Linked DNA regions of Mus musculus: region 2 is linked to region 1. The links are chromatin contacts, called in public promoter capture Hi-C maps. All regions are on one chromosome and are shown on one strand. The core of a region is the stretch at or near the end of the contact, and the rest is flanking DNA. Distances in the headings are between cores, read along the strand shown.

The links. Capture Hi-C pulls out chosen DNA fragments and counts their contacts.
Region 2: a contact with region 1 is called in a promoter capture Hi-C map of pancreatic islet. The contact joins the promoter of Mnx1 here to the promoter of Nom1 in region 1. A contact is called at or near these places in 3 of 39 promoter capture datasets (the 3T3-L1 cell line, embryonic stem cells and macrophages), 1 of 15 datasets of contacts at CTCF or cohesin (the NIH/3T3 cell line), 5 of 484 Hi-C or Micro-C datasets (embryonic stem cells, extraembryonic endoderm stem cells and muscle stem cells), 8 of 115 datasets of contacts at active chromatin or transcription factors (the 230-238 cell line, the SCID.adh cell line, double positive thymocytes and 2 more) and 3 of 9 other capture datasets (adipose tissue, liver and pancreatic islet).

What each region holds. Positions count from the first base shown.
Region 1 is chr5:29,431,749-29,436,151 of GRCm38.p6, forward strand. Nom1 (nucleolar protein with MIF4G domain 1) reads left to right here and starts at 2,919. Exons shown (of 11, transcript NM_001033457.2): 1 at 2,919-3,895; 2 at 4,182-4,309. The coding sequence starts at 2,930.
Region 2 is chr5:29,476,788-29,481,122 of GRCm38.p6, forward strand. Mnx1 (motor neuron and pancreas homeobox 1) reads right to left here and starts at 1,683. Exons shown (of 3, transcript NM_019944.2): 1 at 798-1,683. The coding sequence starts at 1,488.

The sequences.
Region 1 (4,403 bases), core at 1,669-4,168:
CCTCCATTCCAGCAAAGTGATCCTCACTCCTCCCTGATAAAAACCTAACCTACATCTGTACCAACACATTGTGTGTGAAAATCCTTTCAATCCCTTAGAGTGTCAGGAAAATCTCTCTGAAAACTGTCCTACATCTGGCTTTTTTCAGAAGAATGCTCTAGCCTCCTCCATTATAATCTATAACCTCTTCCACATTAACTTTCCTTCCTTTCATCCTCCTCCTCCTCCCCCCATCATCATCCTTCTCCAAGAAGCCAATGAGGCACTACGTAGCTAGCTTGATCACAAAAGGTAAGAACAATGTTTAAAGTGACACCTCATGATGTAAAAACAGTGACAAAATTCTAAGTCATACCACAGTGGGTGAACCAGAGCATCCATTATTTTGCTCCTGATCACAGAAAAGTCCTCCATCTAACTTTCCCAAACAGAGCCAGTATCCTCTTCCTCTGTGTGGAACTTATATCTAACTCTCCCTTTGGACAAGTCCTCCACATAATGTTCTGCAGACAGGGCCCGCATGCCTTTTGTGTTAGTTAGGGTTACTATTGCTATGATGAAATACCATGACCAAAAGCAAGTTGCGGTGGAAAGAGTTTTATTTGGTGTACACTTCCATATTGTCATAGTCAACTGAAGAAAGTCAGGACAGGAACTCAAGCAGAGCTTGAGGCAGAAACTGATGCAGAGGCCATTGAAGGGAGCTGCGTACTGGCTTGTTTGTCATGGCTTGCTTAGCCTACTTTCCTATAGAACCAGCCCAGAGATGATAGCACCCACAATAGACTGGACCCTCCCCCATCAAACACTAATAAAGAATATGCCCTACAGCTGGATCTTATTGGAGTCATTTTCTCAATTGAGGTTCCCTCCTTTCAATTGACTCTATCTTGTGTCAAGTTGACACAAAACTAGCCAGGACATCCCTTCTTCAGACAGACCCTCTATCTGTCTCTCAACAGGCTGTATTTTTATTCATTGCTTTTGTGTCTCTGTGGCAGAATGCCTGAGAGAAGCAAGTTATAGAAGAACACACTTGGTGCTGGAGAGATGGCTCAGAGGTTAAGAGCACTGACTGCTCTTCTGAAGGTCCTGAGTTCAAATCCCAGCAACCACATGGTGACTCACAACCATCTGTAATGGATCTGATGCCCTCTTCTGGTGTGTCTGAAGACAGCTACAGTGTACTCATGTACATTAAATAAATAAATAAAAAGATGAGAAGGGGGAAGAGGGAAAGGAGAAAAGGAAGAGTCATAAGAATAATAATGATGAAGATGACACTTATTTTTGGATCATTCAGATGGTCTCTGTCCATCATGAAAAGAAAGACCTGGAAGAGTGGTTCAGATGATGTCAACAGGAATATGTGTTATGGAATGTTCATGTGGCAACTGCAACTGCCCAGGCAGCAGAGACAAGGGCAATTCCAGTGCCCCCTGGCTTTCTCCTTTTCCCTTTCATTTCATCTGGACCCTGCCCATGAGATAATTAATGAAAGCACATCGGGGATGGGTATTTTTCTATCTGTTAACCAGCTAGATATGCCCCATGGACAAACTAAAAAGGAGCCTCGGTGTCTCAGGTTATTGTAAATCCAGTCAGACTGACAATGAAAGTAATCACAATAGCTTGCTTTCTGTGTTGTAACCCCCGAATTAGTGATACTAGAGAGATGTCAGTGTTGTGTACAGACAGTTTGCCTCTGCATTCCCTGCCCTCCCCCAGAAGCTCCCATCCTCCCTCTATCCTGGGGCAAGCACAATATGCAGACAACTGGTTTCTGTGCTGTGTCCTCCTGCAGCAGTCGGGGCTCCTTCCCCTTCCCCTGGCGTTAGAATGGTACTACCCATAAAACTCCCCTTAATGAAGACATTCTGAGGAGACATCCTCCTTTGTGTCTCCAAAAATCAACACTCCTGCTGATAAGCAGCAGAACTCCAGATGCCTGTCTTTGAGACCTTAGAGAAATAACAAGCTCAAGGGAGACCATGGAAAAAAGGTAAACAGAGGTCAGGTCACAGACAGTTACAACTGGCCATAAAATTAGTCCCTGAACAGACACCCATTAACACTCCCCCTTCCCGATACACTACCAATCCACCAAATGATTACAGCCCTCTAATCCCCTTTTCTGTAGGGATTCCTAAACTAAACTGTATATAAACCCAGTGTTTTCTGGACTCAGGGTCGTTTGCCAGCATTCACGTAGTGAGTGTGAGGCAGGAGAGCTGAGTTCAAACTTTAAACAATAAAAGACTCTTTCGAGTTGCAGTGGACTTTGCAATTCTTGAGCTCATCTGGATTTCCCGTGGACTCAGGGCACAACATTTGTAATTGTGATAAGCACTAAGGCCAAAAAGCAACTAAGGAAGAAAGGTTTATTTAGTTTAGACTTTCACATCAAGTCCACCTTTGAGGGAAATCAGGACAAGAACTCAAAGCAGGAACCTGGAGGTAAGAACTAAAGCAGAAAGTGGAGGAACAATGTTTGCTGAATCTCTCGGGCTCTGTTCAGCCACCATTTCTATGTGATGGCTAAAGAAACTCCATTTTTATGCCAGACATCCATCTTGGTACCCACTGTGAAACTATCTCAAAGGAAAAGGAAAAGGAAAAGGAAAAGGAAAAGGAAAAGGAAAAGAAAAAGAAAAAAAAAAAAAACCAAAAACACACAGAGAAACAGAATTGACTGCCTTCTCATGGGTACACACGCACGCAAGAAAATGCAAGGATGTGTGAAAATTTATGCTACAGCCATACCTAGGTTTTCTCAGTGCTTCCCAAAACAAAGTACAAGAGCTTCAGATTTTAAAGGACTCTACTAGTGTCTGTGACCTGGTACCCTCCTACCAGCAGAGGAAACCTCCCACCGTCCTTTTTAGTCCATTGAAGCGCGCTTCCGGAAGTCCCGCCCCTTCCGGAAGTGATGCCGCGGAACGTCCCGGAAGTTAACGGCGTCTATAGGCATGGGGCTTGTGAGTTGTGGTGTAGAGCAATGGCACATGCTCTCTTGAAACGTAGCGGCGTCCGCCGCGGTCTGGGCGGCAGGGAGGGTCCCCTGAAACGGCTGCGGCTGGCCGTGGAAGACTTCGTGCGGACTACCTCCGAGAGCGAAGCCTGCGAGAGCCGCAGCGCTGTGGCGCGCTCCCGGCCCGGCGGCCGAAAGAGCCGCAAGGAGCTTCGTAAGGAGAAGCGACACCTGAGGAAAGCGCGGCGCCTGCAGAGGACAGTAGGCTCCGGGTCAGGGGACCAAGGGGGGAATGTCGGCCTTAACGATGGCCCGGAGACTCGACGACCGCCCACTGAGGTGAGACCGACGCCCGCCAAGGCCACAGCAACCCCTGCCAAGGCCAGTGCCCCCTCCACTAACACCAAGGCCTCGGCGGCCCAGCCGAAGGCCAAGGCTAAAGGTGCTCCTGGAAAGCCTGGTCCCGCCACCGCCACCGCCCGGAAGCGGGCACTTCTAGCGGCCAACGAGGAGGAGGACCGAGAGATCCGAAAGCTGGAACGGTGCCTCGGCCTCCACAAGCGTAAGAAGAAGGGCGATGGTAGCTCGGTGCCGCTCAGCTTCGCGCGCGACGGTCTGGACTACATCCTGGGGGCCCTGGAATGTGGGAGCGGCGGCGGCCTGTACGAAAGCAGCGAGGAAGAGGAGGAAGAAAAGTTGGAGACTGGACAGACAGTCTTGGAGAGTGACCTAGAGAGCAATTCTAAAGAAAGTGAGGAGGACCCAGACTGGCAAGTGCTGCAGGAGGATCAGGAAGATGTAAACTCGAAAAGGAGAGGAGAAGCAGAAAGTGGGACTCGGGGAAATAAAGGGACTAAGAAAGTGCGTTTTGCAGAAGTTGTAGAAAAGAGCAGAAGCTCTTCGGAAGATGACATAGAACAGCAGGTATGTCACGAACAGCCTGTAGGCCCTCTGGGCTGTCATTCCAAACGGAGTGAGGGGCAGAGTACAGAACAGTATTTGCACTAACACAGTAGCAGCCACAGCCTGCTGAGGGACAGGCTGACCCAGGCCATTCTAGGCAATCATAGAGCTTCACTTCGTTAAATAGCAGTACCCTGCTCCAAGTTCTCATGGGGTTAGTGTTTGGAGTAAGTAACAACAACAACAACAAAAGATACCGGATTTTCCACTGTACATTTTTGTTTACAATTTTATTCCTGTTTTCAAGGAGAGTCACTCTGTTGAAAGTGGTGAAAAGTACATCCCTCCTCGGCTGAGGAACGAGGAGGTAATAGATGTCCACAAGAAAGAAGAGCTAGACAGGCTCAAGAAACATGTTAAAGGCCTAATTAACAGGTAACCTTACAGAAATATGACACACTATCACTTAGTTGTAGAAACTATCTGAAAAGCCAATGATGGAGGCTAGGACTATACAGTGTTTTGGATC
Region 2 (4,335 bases), core at 433-2,932, 44 kb after region 1:
GTCGGAAATGTCCCCCCTCCCGCAAGGTTGTCCCTATTGGGTAACAGAGAGGATGCAGAAGACTGGACCTTTGTGCCCTCACCTTGGACAGGAACTCCCCAAGGTGTTGAGCACCTGAAGTTCCCAGCCAGGCACTTTCTATTTATAGACCCGGTGACCTTATATTCAAACAGACCAGTTCGACATCATTTGGAGGGACGCCCACCCTCACCAACACACACACACACACACACACACACACACACACACACAGAGAGAGAGAGAGAGACAGAGACAGAGACAGAGACAGAGACAGACAGAGACAGACAGAGAGACAGAGACATGCAAATGTCTTGCCCTTCAAAGGAAGGCAGAGTCCTTACAAGGGCCACGGAAGAGCTACTTCTGGACCCAGTGATGTGTCTCTTCATAGCCTATAATGGAACCTCTGACAAAGTTCATTTTCTCAAGATAAGTCCCCGGTTTCAGCGACCCCCAAAACCTGCCCTAATCGAGGCTAGCCTTTCCGCGCACTTCCTTGTCCAGCTTGCAGGTTATTCTTTAGGTTTTAGCCTCACACCTCCAACCTCCCCTGTCTGTTAAGAGAGATAGAGAGGCCAAGGCCTGCTTGTGGCCATCTTAATAATTTGAGGCTCCTTTCATTCTGTGCGGCCCACGAGAGGCCTCACAGGCCCAGGAATGAGCCACAGAGGCTTCGATGCTCTTCCACAGCTCGCTAGGAGGTGAGAGCAAAAGGAAGGGGGTGCGAGAGAGGAGGATGCGCGTGAGAACTGTCCGGGTGCGGCGCAGGTACTCACAGCTGAAGTCCGGCATCTTGGGCAGGATCATGCCCGCAGTAGACGCGCGCAGCCACTGGTCCAGTTGGAAGGTGCTGGCACCCAGCTTGATGGGGTCGGCAGGGTGCGCAGGGTGCGCGCCCTGCACCTGAGGGTATGAGTAGGAAAGCGCCGGGTGCTGGCCAGCTAGCGCGGCCGCTGCAGCTGCTGCCGAATAACTGTAGACCGGGTGTCCATAGAGAGCCGCCTGTGCAGGGAGGCCCGCGCCGCCCTGTGCGCCCCCCGGGTGCAGCCCCAGTGCCAGGCCACCGGCAGCCGCGGCAGCGGCAGCGGCAGCCGCGGCGGCTGCTGCACCAGGGTGCGCGTGGTGGTGGGGAGTGCCCGGCCCACCCGCCGCGCCGCCGCCTCCTCCGGCGCCCAGGAATCCGGGCTTGGGCAGCAGCGCGCAGTGTGCAGCCAGCAAGCGTGGGGGCGACGGGCTCTCAGCTCTCAGCCGGTCACCGGGCGCTGCAGTGGCCTCCGAGGATGCGGGACTGCAGCTACGGCTCGCCCCGCTACTGGTCCCCCCGCCGCCGCTGCCGCCGCGGCCGGGACCAGATACTGTAGTCGCGAGGGAAGTGACCAAGGCCAGAGGCGCGCTCTGCGTGGAGGCGGCTCGCGGGGGATCCACGGCCAGCAGGGCGTCGATGCGGAAATTTTTGGATTTTTCCATCGGCTCGATTGGAGCTGACAATCAGGGTCCAAGGGTGGGCGATGCAGTCGTGTGCGGGCTTACGGAGACTGAGCGTGGCGGTGGCCAGCCTTGGGGCCGGTATTGTTACTGCGATTTTTTGCCAATAAAGTCGCAGCCGGAAACTCAGCTGAGAGCGACCATCGTCCAGGCGCCTCCTCTTTGCGGTCCTCGTGGGGACCGCGCTCCACTCACTGGTATGAACTTCCACCGGAGCGCTCCTGCGAGTTTGTGTTGGGGAGACCGGCTCTCTGCTCTCAAGAGCTCAAGCGACCGCATCGAGGCCACTGGTGCCTTGGTGGGGACCCGCGCCCCTCCGCACACTTGAAGCTCAGGGCGGTCTGGGATTGGCGCGCTCAGCGGGGGCCCGAGGAGGGCTGTCTGCCCGGCGATTGGCCGAGGGGCTCACCTGTCACGGTCCAATTAGCCTGACGCCCCGCCCCTGCGCCCCCAGGTCCTAAGCAGCCGGTGGTGAACAGCGTAGGTGGCCGGAGGAGGCAGGTTGGAGAGTTTGGAGGCTGAACACAAGCTTACTGCTTCCTTGCTGCTGGGAGAGTGGTGAGCGCCAGTAACCCTGGGTCCCAGTGAGTGCCCCCCGAGTCCCTTTGACACCTTGTTCCTCCAGAGGCGGACGCCTTATCTTCCTCCAGCTACTCGCGCTCCCTTGAGGGAGTTGTGGAATGTTCTGCACTGAGGAACTAGGTGGGTCCTCACCCCTGAAGTCCACTAGGTACCCAAAACGGGACCCTGAGCTTAGTACACTGAAGACTGTTCGGTTTCCCAAAATCTCTCGCGTTCCTGAGTGTTGATTGCTTCAAGATGGTTTGCGTCCCTGTCATTAACCCTCAGCAGGTCGAACCTTCTTATCTGCCCCTCCCCCAAAAGTATCATGCGCCGCAAATGTTTGTTTGTAGGGTTTCGGTGTGTATAAATACGGTATTAGAGGTTGAAGCCTACAAATCTTCAGTCAGAGTGGAGAGAGAGCAGTTTTCCAACTCAGAGATGCACATTGACTTGAAGGTCGTTTGCACAGGTGCCACTGAGCCGGACCTAGGTGAGAACCAAGTTCTATTAGAGCCTTGCCTTGTGGGGGTGTAGGAAAAAGGCTTTGCGGGAATTGGCCGAGGACTGCTCCCTCGGACTGAGCCAGTTCGCAGGCTAAGGGAGCCACTATCAGGCTCTCGCCTCCTCCTGCCGGCCGAGTTCAGGAAAATCAAGAAAGGGCTTCCAGAGACCGTATTAAAGTGTGAATCCAGACCTCAGCCTGCGCACATATCAAATATTTACTGTAAACACGCTTCCGGGGGCTTTTTTTTTTTAATGTAACGAATCAATAAGTAGTTTGAGAAATCAAGCTTTCTCGCTAGCTCCATTCTCGGGTATCTTCCCCAAACACGAGGGGAAAGTGGGAGGGAGTTCCAGGTCTCTGGATCGCGGCTTCCCAACCAGGTGAGAGGTTAATAAAAGATCGGAAATGGCCCAGGGAAGGCCAGGAGGCTAGGACAATCCTTGTTGGGTGAATTTAAAAGTAGCAGGCAAAGCTGTTTCAAGAGGGATTGGGGGTGGGGGGTAACGATAAATATAAGTAAGGACTATATTTTCCCTGTCAACAAGTTTTGTTTAGGAGAGATTTAACGCAGTGATTCTGTTGGGATGAGTGAGTAGGTTTTTTGTTTTTGTTGTTTTTGTTTTGTTTTTGTTTTTGATTTTGGAGACAGGGTTTCTCTGTCTAGCCCTGGCTGTCTTGGAACTCACTCTGTAGACCAGGCTGGCCTCGAACTCAGAAATCCTCCTGCCTCTGCCTCCCAAGTGCTGGGATTAAAGGTGTGCGCCACCATGCTCGGCTGAGTGGAGTTTTTATTATGACAGGGTGGTCCTGGCTGGAAAATCTGGAACCCAGCGGGGAACATCTTGGAGTAAGTTGTGCACAGCTTTGCAAAGGCCTCCAGCTAGTCTGAAAATAGTACAAGCACATAGCTCTTGTCTTTAGGTGCTGTCTCTTTGGGGTGATGAAAATGCAGCTCTGCCTTTTAGAGGGTTAAAGGAACACTTGTGTTCCATGAGTGGTTCCCTGCCAGTTCTCCTATCTTGGAAGCCCAATTAAGGCAAGTAAGGATGCTGGGATGCCCTACCCCCATCCCCAGGATTCAGTCTTGACCCCATTGCATTTACAGAAACTTGTGTTTAAGGCCCATGGGCCTTTTCCAGATGAGAGTCCCAAAGAAGAAAGAGAACCTAACCATGGTGAGGCAAGTCTCTAATCCCAGCACTCAGGAGGCAGAGGCAGGTGGGGTCTGTGAGTTCTAGGCCAGCCTAGTCTACAGAGCCAGTTCCAGGACAGCAACCAAAAATGCTACACAGAGATACCCTGTCTTGAAAAAAACAACAACAAAACAAACAAAGGAGAAGAAGGAGGAAAAAAAGGGTGGCTGCAGATGAGATTTTCCTGGGGTGGACCTCATGGACCCGAATCATCTCTAAACTACACAACCAGGGTTGTTTTTGGTGATGATACAGTATTAGGTCTACTGAGTTTAGGCACAGGTTTCCTTAGTAAAGTCATCCGAGAAGAGGAATTCATTTCCTGTTTGTTGTGTAGGGGATGTGATCCAAAAGCTTCTAAATCCCTTTCAAACCCTTCCCACTTCGTCTGGTGTTTGACCATCCACCAGGCTAACCCACACCAGTCCCCACCACCTGTGGGCTGAGTGAGGTTGTATCAAGAGCCCCTTCAGCGAAGGGGAAATTTGCATATCAGACTTGATGGATATATTTCTTTGTTTGACAAAGTGGGGGTTGGGCCAAAAAGACTCTGAAGTCAAAGGGCTT